Linked DNA regions of Mus musculus: region 2 is linked to region 1. A link is a contact called in public HiCAR-type data. All regions are on one chromosome and are shown on one strand. The core of a region is the stretch at or near the end of the contact, and the rest is flanking DNA. Distances in the headings are between cores, read along the strand shown. Region 1 overlaps Tcf7l1 (transcription factor 7 like 1 (T cell specific, HMG box)). Region 2 holds the start of Dnah6 (dynein, axonemal, heavy chain 6).

Region 1 (4,437 bases), core at 271-2,770:
AACTCAGGATCTCTCCAGCCCCACACCTGGCATTTTCAAGAGGGTTCTAGGGCTTGAACCCGGGTCCTCGTGTTGGTACAGCAAGCACTTTACCAACTGAGCTATCTCTCCCGCAGTATTCTGGTGTGTGCATGTGATGAAGTTGGTTATGCAACTTGGGCAAGCTGGGTAAAGGACGCCTGGGACTTTATGTGTTTCTTTTACATTTCCTATGTCTATGCAATCACTTCAAATTACAAAGACAAAACACAAAACAGCATTACACTGTCTGATAACAGTGCCGAACCTATAAAAACACGGCTGTGTGTCTGTTTTGTGCAGAAGGATGGGAGGTGGCTTCACCTGATGCCATAACAATTCTATTTTTTACGAACAGAAACCACCCTGGACTTGAAGCAGATACATCTAAATATTAGCACTGGTGAATTTTGATGATTCGATTTATCAGTGCCTTGCTATAAATATTTCTCTGCCCTCATAAATCTGTTTGGATCATTCTTTTATTTTGAAAATAAACTGAATACAAACAAAAGCAACAATGGCGTTCAGGTATTTTCACATTATCTTAGAGTGTTCACAAAATTGATCTGAACACTTAATCTTTCCTTGATGAAACCGCTGCTTGTCCACTCCCAGACATCAGCCTCCCCCCAATGAGTCCCCGATGCTGGGTTGCAGAGGCTAAGAATGCCATGCATCTTTTTTATTGTGACACACTAATTTCATCTTAATTGCTCATTATAGTATTGCATTATAAGGAGGCACTATTTTTAATTACCTTTGGGGAGGCTGTTTCTAAAGCTGTCTGCTCTCTGGGGCTAGAGCCATCCGTTCCCAAGGAGTCACCTGACTGTGAACTTTCAATATTGGCCTGAATAGACTTCTCTGCTTCTCAGAGTGGAGTCTGTCCTTCCCCCGGAGCGGTGAAAAGAATTCCAGGTGGGTGGTTCTCCCCTTCCTGGTCTTATTTAAAAATATGTGTCATCTCAGGGATTACACACACACACACACACACACACACACACACACACACACACATCAGTATTCCAAATGAGAGACACAAGAATAGGCCGTCTCCCAAATCTTCATTTAAATATTGGCCATGCCCTCTGAAGATCTTTTTTTTTTTTTTTTTTTCTTTTTTGGTGACATGTTAAACAGTCTCAGGTCAGCTGCAGTCCTTAAAGGTCACCGTGGGTGTAAGGAATGCTGCTAACAAATGTACAAGACCAACTCGCCAAGGCATCCTTCAGCATAGCCCTCGTCTCACAACACACTAAAGAGCAATGTCTTCTGGCTTGTCTGTTGGATGTAAATTTCTGCAGCTTCTCCACGGATTGCTCTAGGCCTTTGGTTGCCATTGTGGGGGTAGGGGCACTTCTCTGCAGTTGGCGGCCGGGGTGGGGGTGTCATTGAAAACCCACAGAGACGTCTTCACACTGGTCTTTGTGGTAGGGTGGCCTCCCTTCCCGTGGGCAAAGCCCAGGCTGGAGCCCTCCCGGCTGCCCAGTGGCTTTTGTGTGCCTGCAGCTTTCAGCTCCTGTCCATCAGACTGAATGGGCCCATTCAGGGGCATTCATGCGCCTCCGAGACCCTGGCTGCCGGGACACAATCAGCTGAGAGGGCTCTGTGGGCTCCGCCGAATGTGACTGTTCAGCCTGCTTCCAGGAACCCCCCGATTGTTCCGAGGAGCCTGTGGTACAGGAGGGAGCCCACAAGAGTAACATCAGTCAGTCATTTGGGGTTCATTCATGCTGTGCCTTGCCCTCCACCCCCCAAAAGGAGGGATAGCTGCAATGAGCAAGCCCAGGCCGACCTTCACCTTTTATCTTCCTATACACCCACTGTTGTTCTGTGAAGAGGAGAAACCTTTTTATAGGCCTGCATACCAGAAGCACTTAATAAGTGCTTGTTGAATGAATGAACTGAGCGCCTGCTGCTTCCGTTTGGCCCTAGGGAGCACTGATGTGTACTGTGTACATACTGGCTTTTCAAGAGTCCCCCCTTCAACTCTGCTCTTTTGGGGTGTGGCAAGCCCGTGGAAGAGAAGGGGATCACCTTGTGTGTTAAGGAGAGAAGAATTTGAGGTCTAGAGACAGAGGACACGATCGAGGTAGAACGTGGCCAGAGTGTAGCCCTTTGGTAGGAAGGTGTTTGCAGGGGTGTTCTGGCGCCTTCTTAGGGACCCCAGACCTCTGCAGAGGGGGTGCTGTACTCAGCGGATGACTTAGTGCACGTGCCTCAGAGGCCTCACACTTAGCTGGCTTCTGTGTCATTTGCTAGCCAACATCCTTAAAAACCTCTGGCCCTTGTTCCAGCCTGCATCTCTGCTATGGGCCAGGCATCATAGAGCCATGCTGAGGACAAAGACATTTTTGAAACGCACAGGCCAAAATGTCAAAGAAACAGTGGGAAACTGTGAGGATGGCAGCCACAGCAGCCTTAGGAATTAATTGCAAGGCAGTTCTCTCCCTATAGTCCAAGGCTGACTTGGTAGCCTAGGTTGCCCTCGAATTCACAGCTATCCTCGTAGAACTAACGTTGCAAACATGAGTCGCCACACCCACTTTGGTGGTGGATGCCTTAAACATGATTTCTAAGACCTTATTTTTTTTTTTTATTTTAAAGCTTGTGTCTGTGAGGGGGTGTGTGCACGTGTGTGCAGGTGCCATCAGAGGTGCCAGATTCTTCCTGGTATTGGAGTCACAGCCCAGTTGTGAGCTTCTAGATGCATGTGCTAGGAACCAAACTCGGATTCTCTGGATGACCAAGCCCGCCCTTTAAGAAATTTTTCAGAGCCCCTCGAGGTTGGGAAGACAGCTCAGTGGTGTACTGCTTGCTGTACAAATAAGGACCTGCGTTTGGAGCATCAGGACCTATGTAAAGCACATGCACATGTGCGAGCCTAACTTTCCAGTGTGGGAAGTGGAGCTAGGAGAATACCTGTAAACCGGGCATATTCGGCAGGGAAGATAAAACAAGGGTAGAAGGTGAGCTCCCACATCTGAGATTGTCCTCTGACCTCACACGCACACAGCTGCATATGTGCCAGAACTCACAACTCACATGCACATGAAAACACACACACACACACACACACACACACACACACACCCCACACACACACACAAGAGTCGATAAGAGCCTTACAATTTAGATAAAGAAACATACAGTTGTATAGTATAGCATGGAACACTTTCCAAACTGACAACAGCTGGAGTGTGTGTGTGGGGGGGCAGTATCACATTCAGGACAAGTAGATCAGAAAACTCCCTCCCCACCCCACCCTCATCCCCTACGGCCATGTACTCTGGGAGGAGGTCATGGGCTCAGGAAAGCTGGCATTCTTTCCCAAAAGACGTGTTCAGTGGCGAATGGAACGGAGTGAGTTTGCATGACATGGCAGTGTTTTCAAACCCTCCGGACGCTGTAAAACATGGATGGATGCTGCTGGACCTCGCACCCTGGTCCTGTGCTGGCTTCCAGCCACTGAGCCCACCCGGCTTCTGCTTCCTCAGCTGTGGGATGGATGGGAAGAAGCCCTGGCACTATTCGTCAGCACCGTGTACCCACTTAGCTCATGTAGAAGTTGGTTTCTTCACTGGGGTCAGAGGTGGGGGGGCTTTTCTCTGGGAGGGGATACAAATTTGAGTGCAGGCTCTATCAAAGGCACTTTTGCAGCATGGAACACGGTTTTCTGGTTTTATTTTCACCATGTTTTGACGTTGTTTCATCACTGCCCAGAACTATCTGTGCTGCGTATGATCAGGGTGCCCCAGCTGTGCGTCCCTGTATCCAATTACTGGTGCAGCCACAGCTGGCGGGGGGAGACAGTGGTCTCTGGAGCTTCAGGTTCTTTCTAACCTCAGCCTAGAAAAGATGCCTCATCTTGCAAGTGATAATAGCATTTTCTACCTTCCTCATTCCTGAGTTCTCACATTGGAAAGTCAGAATGAATCCCTCAGCCCCTCTGTGCTCAGTCTTCTATCTGCAAGTGCAGGTTGAATGGTAGGATTTATACAAAGCAGGGAGAGCCCTGGCAGACCCAGTGATTGTCGAGCTATCGTTTCTTATTTCTTCACTCAGATGAATCGTATCCCTACCCCAGAACAGTCAGAGGTTGCTATGGTAGCGGTGACCCCAGTCGTTGATGACTGACTGAAATGTTCCTAGTTCCTCTGTCCTTTATCCTCACATGTGCTAGAGGGTGGAACCCTGAGAGGAAAGCTCTTGTCCAGTCTGTACAGACAGTGACAAGTCTCTATTCAGGGCTCTTCACCCAGATGGGCAGCCAGAGTCTCAGACAGGTTCAGAAGCTGGCAAGGCCAGTGGGCTGCCGATGTGCAGCCTGAAGGACATCCTGAACCAAGGATGTTTGTTTGTTTTTTGTTGTTGTTTTGTTGTTGTTGTTTTGTGATCATTGTCTAAATGATCTCT
Region 2 (4,112 bases), core at 603-3,102, 490 kb before region 1:
ACAAATTAAGCTATCCCTACCCTCCTTTAAAAAAAAAATGCCAGCACATTACACATGGTGGCAAGCTGCTTTGAACAAACTGGGAATAAACAGTAGGCCAGGGAGTCCCAGAAAATCCAAGCCAAGAGCCTGGAGGCCAATGATGTCCGGGGACGCTGCCAAATGGGGCAAAGTTGAAATTCCTGTGAGTGCTGAGAGTGGAATGTGACACCTCAGCCTACTGAGGCTTGGGCTTCTCTCTCTCTCTCTCTCTCTCTCTCTCTCTCTCTCTCTCTCCCTCCCTCCCTCCCTCCCTCCCTCCCTCCCTCCTTCTCCCCCTGCGCTTCGCCCTCCCCCACCTCTGATGGTGGTCTTGTGGAAGTTTGAGTACAAAATCCTACCTGCCCGAAGAAGCCCTCTCCAGCACACAGCGTGCAGCCTAAAGTGGAGAACTGAAGGCCTGGGAAGGGACAGCACCCCATATAAGGACATGCGCAGGAAGTCAAAAAGTGGGGAGAGAGGCTGAGAGCCTGAGGCTGTGCGGCTTCCCAAGGATCCAGGGCTGCCCTTTCAATGCTATCCATCCTGCTGCTTGGATGCCTTACTTAGCATGCCTGATGGGTCTTTCCTGTTTATCTTTCTCCTAACATCCGACCTTCGTCATTAAATAAGACCTTTGCTGCTAAATTAGTGTGCACTCATAAAATGTGTCATGTTAAATTTATGAGCTTCTAAAAAGCCAAGTTGCCAAATATATATATATATATATATATATATATATATATATGTATGTATGTATGTGTATGTATGTATGTATGTATGTATGTATATATATATATATATATGTATATATATATATATATATATATATATATAGTGTTTAAACACTCCCCAGGGCCAGTGAGATCGGTCAGCAGTCAAAGGCACCTGCTGCCAGGCGCAATGACCTGACTTTCATCCCCGGCAGCCACATAATGGAAGAACGGATCCGAACTAAATTCTCCTCTGGCTTCCACATACACACTGTAGAACCTACACACACACACACACACACACACACACACACACACACACACACAAGCACTCATGCGCGCACAAAATAAAATGTTTTGTGAAAACTGTAATGTGTTCCCTGAAAACTTCACATGACAAGAGACAAAATGTCAGCCCAATACTCAGGGCGCGTGTGAGGAGAGGTGGGGTAGATTGAGTGGTCTGTAATCTATACTCCAGCTCTGTATAATCTACTTGACGATAGGCGGGCTCAAAGGCGCACTCTGTTTTCTCGGCTTCTGTTAGCGGGTGGCTATCCAAGGCACGGTTAGAAAGCGGAGGAGAAAAAGAACGTAGTTCCAGCAGTGATCACGACATTTTGTAGGTTGAAAAGCAGCCTCTGCCAACCCGGGAAGCAGTTCCCCAAGGTAGGTGAAAGGGCTTCCATAGTTCGCCCAACCTTCGCCTGAGGCTCTTGAATCTTTCACCTCAGCATTTTAAGATGTGGGCGAACGTCAAGTCATACTCAAGCCTCTTGAGAAACAACAGATACCTACAGAAGGTTGGATTGCAGATCATGGATCGTCCAGAAACGAAGGAACACATAAAAAGACGGGACCTCCTATGCCTGCTTGCCCAAGCTGCCTGAGATTTCCATTCTAAAGCAGGAATCCTCCGGGTGGGGCCTGCTCCCTGACAACTAATGACGTCAAATACTCTGGGAACACCGATTGGCTCAATTACTTGGCGCGCTCCAGGAGAGCGAGAGCAGCTCCTCGAGACTGGCTGGCAGCGACTGACCGGCTCCTCCTTAGTGCAGTAAGCGTCCTTGGTGGCCCAGTGGTTGCTAAGCAACGGGAAACATTTTCTCCTGGGACTAGACTTCTGTTCCCAGACCAGGTATTGCTGGGCCTCTGGAGACCCTTCGGGAACGCTGCTGTTGAACCGCTTGGTGAGTCCATTGGAACTGAACTTTGGGCAGAGTCAGACACTCAGCAACCCCTCCCCAGGGATAGAAAGTCTCAGAAAAGATGGATTCAGTGATAGCTTCCTATCCCGGGGGACAGGAAAGCGAGGACTAGAGATGCTAGGCTTGCCCAAGACTACATACTGACTGTTCAAATCTAGACCTGTCCTGTTCATTAGACGCCAGGTATAAATTTACCCGGAAAGATAAGACATAGCCCTGCCTCACACAGCACCGTTATGCGTTGAAATGATAGTTTAAATATTAAGTAGAGCACATCATTAAAGTCAAGACCTTTCGTTTCTCATAGGCTTACTTGAGACGTTAAAATTGCATAAAAGACTTTTGATTTCTATTGGCACTGAGCCAGATTAAAATGTAGGCATGTCCACACCTGATTCAAGATGTTTTGTTTGTTCATTCGTTTGTTCTCTCTCTCTCTCTTTCTCTCTCTCTCTCTCTCTCTCTCTCTCTCTCTCTCTGTGTGTGTGTGTGTGTGTGTGTGTGTGTGTGTATACACCTGTGTGTGCACCTTTGCATATGAATATGGGAGGCTAGAGATTGATACTGGACTGTCTTCTTCAATTGCTTCTCCACCCTGTTTTGAAAAAACAGAGATCTCTCACCGAATCTGAAGTTTGGATAGCTTGGCTTGAAGTCCCTGAGCAGCTGCCAGCCCCTCCTTCCTGCCCCAGCCTACAGCCACCACCATAAATGCCCCCACAGAAACACTCCCCCAAGCAGCTCAACCAAAGCCACTTGTGGCCTGGAAGGCCTTCCCATCCCAAACCATGGACCCAAAGTAGGGAAAGGGGGTTGAAAAGAAAAAAAGCCACCAATCCATGGCTGGCTAGGATTCACCTGTGTGCCTCTACTCCCCTGTGCTTTGGTTACATGCAACACTTCCATGCCTTGCTTTTTACATGGGTGCTAGGGATCCGAACTCAGGTCCTTATGCTTGGTGTCTGTTTGCTGTGTATGTGTGTGTGTGTGTGTGTGTGTGTGTGTGTGTGTGTGTGTACTTGACACAAGCTAGAGTTATTTGGGAAGGACTCCCAACTGAGAAAACACCTTTGTGAAATTGGCCTAAACACTTGTCCGTCCAACATTTTCTTGGTTGATGATTGACGTGGGAAGGTGCAGTCTACCACAGGCTGTGCCACCTTTGAGTAGGTGATCATGGGTTGTATAAGAAAGCAAGCTGAGCAAGCCATGAAGAGCAAGCCACGAAGCAGTGTTCCTCAATGGCCTTTGCTTCAATTTCTGCCTTCGGTCCCTGCCCTGACTTCCCTTCAAGATGGACTACAAGCTGTAACATGAGGCAAACCCTTTCCTCCCCAAGTTGCATGTGGTCAGTGTTTTATCACAGCCATAGAAACACCAAGACACTCGTCTAACAAACAGTTTACAGATGGAGCCATCTCCCCAGACCTCTTACCTGCATCTATAAAACCAAATTCCTGGGGAAACGTTATGTGTACTGGATCTGACAAATGTAGTGCTCAACATCCTTCTCTTTATCCTTCCAAATCCAAGCAGGTGCAGGCCCAGACCAGGGCTTCTTCAAGCCAGGCAAACATCTCAGCTGTTATCCCTCTAGTCCCAGCACTCTGTGGGGAAGAACTCTGACTGGTTTTCTTTGTGGGGGGGGGGGGAATCATGTGAATTCAGTTCTCCCTGGTCCTTAATGCTCCCTCCGCTCCCTCCGTCTCCCCTCAGTTGTCTTGTCCAACCTGACCTGTTATTAGACGCGTTCTCACGACCGGCCAGGAAGAACACCACAGACCAGAATCTTCTGCGGCAAAGCTTTATTTCTTACATCTTCAGGAGCAAGCGTGTAAGAAGCAAGAGAGCAAGAAGCAAGAGAGAGAGAAAACGAAACCCCGTCCCTCTTTAAGGAGAATTCTCCTTCGCCTCGGACGTGTCACTCCCTGATTGGCTGCAGCCCATCGGCCGAGTTGACGTCACGGGGAAGGCAGAGCACAAGTAGTCATAAGATACCCTTGGCACATGCGCAGATTATTTGTTTACCACTTAGAACACAGCTGTCAGCGCCATCTTGTAACGGCGAATGTGGGCGCGGCTCCCAACATCTCCCCCTATCCTTTTAATAAGAGCAAATAGGCCACCCATATTAATGAGAGTGGAGATAGAGGTCAAATCCCCAGTGTGT

Evidence for each region. HiCAR-type assays count read pairs that join an accessible place to other places.
Region 2: a HiCAR-type map of astrocytes shows a contact between it and region 1, with 2.1 times the contacts expected there. The contact joins the promoter of Dnah6 here to the enhancer-like site in region 1. A contact is called at or near these places in 1 of 484 Hi-C or Micro-C datasets (cortical neurons) and 2 of 115 datasets of contacts at active chromatin or transcription factors (astrocytes and embryonic stem cells).

What each region holds. Positions count from the first base shown.
Region 1 is chr6:72,727,749-72,732,185 of GRCm38.p6, reverse strand. All of the region lies in intron 3 of Tcf7l1 (transcription factor 7 like 1 (T cell specific, HMG box)), which reads left to right. Among named protein-coding and RNA genes, the nearest start is that of Gm31249, 9.9 kb to the left of the region's middle. Within about 2 kb of position 1,520, at least 59 of the 459 cell types and tissues checked have an H3K27ac peak or open chromatin away from gene starts, as enhancers often do. A contact at or near this core is called in astrocytes and cortical neurons, where this site is marked.
Region 2 is chr6:73,219,371-73,223,482 of GRCm38.p6, reverse strand. Dnah6 (dynein, axonemal, heavy chain 6) reads left to right here and starts at 1,852. Exons shown (of 77, transcript NM_001164669.1): 1 at 1,852-1,924. It overlaps Gm40377 (a long non-coding RNA gene), which reads right to left and starts at 686. Exons shown (of 3, transcript XR_869180.3): 1 at 381-686.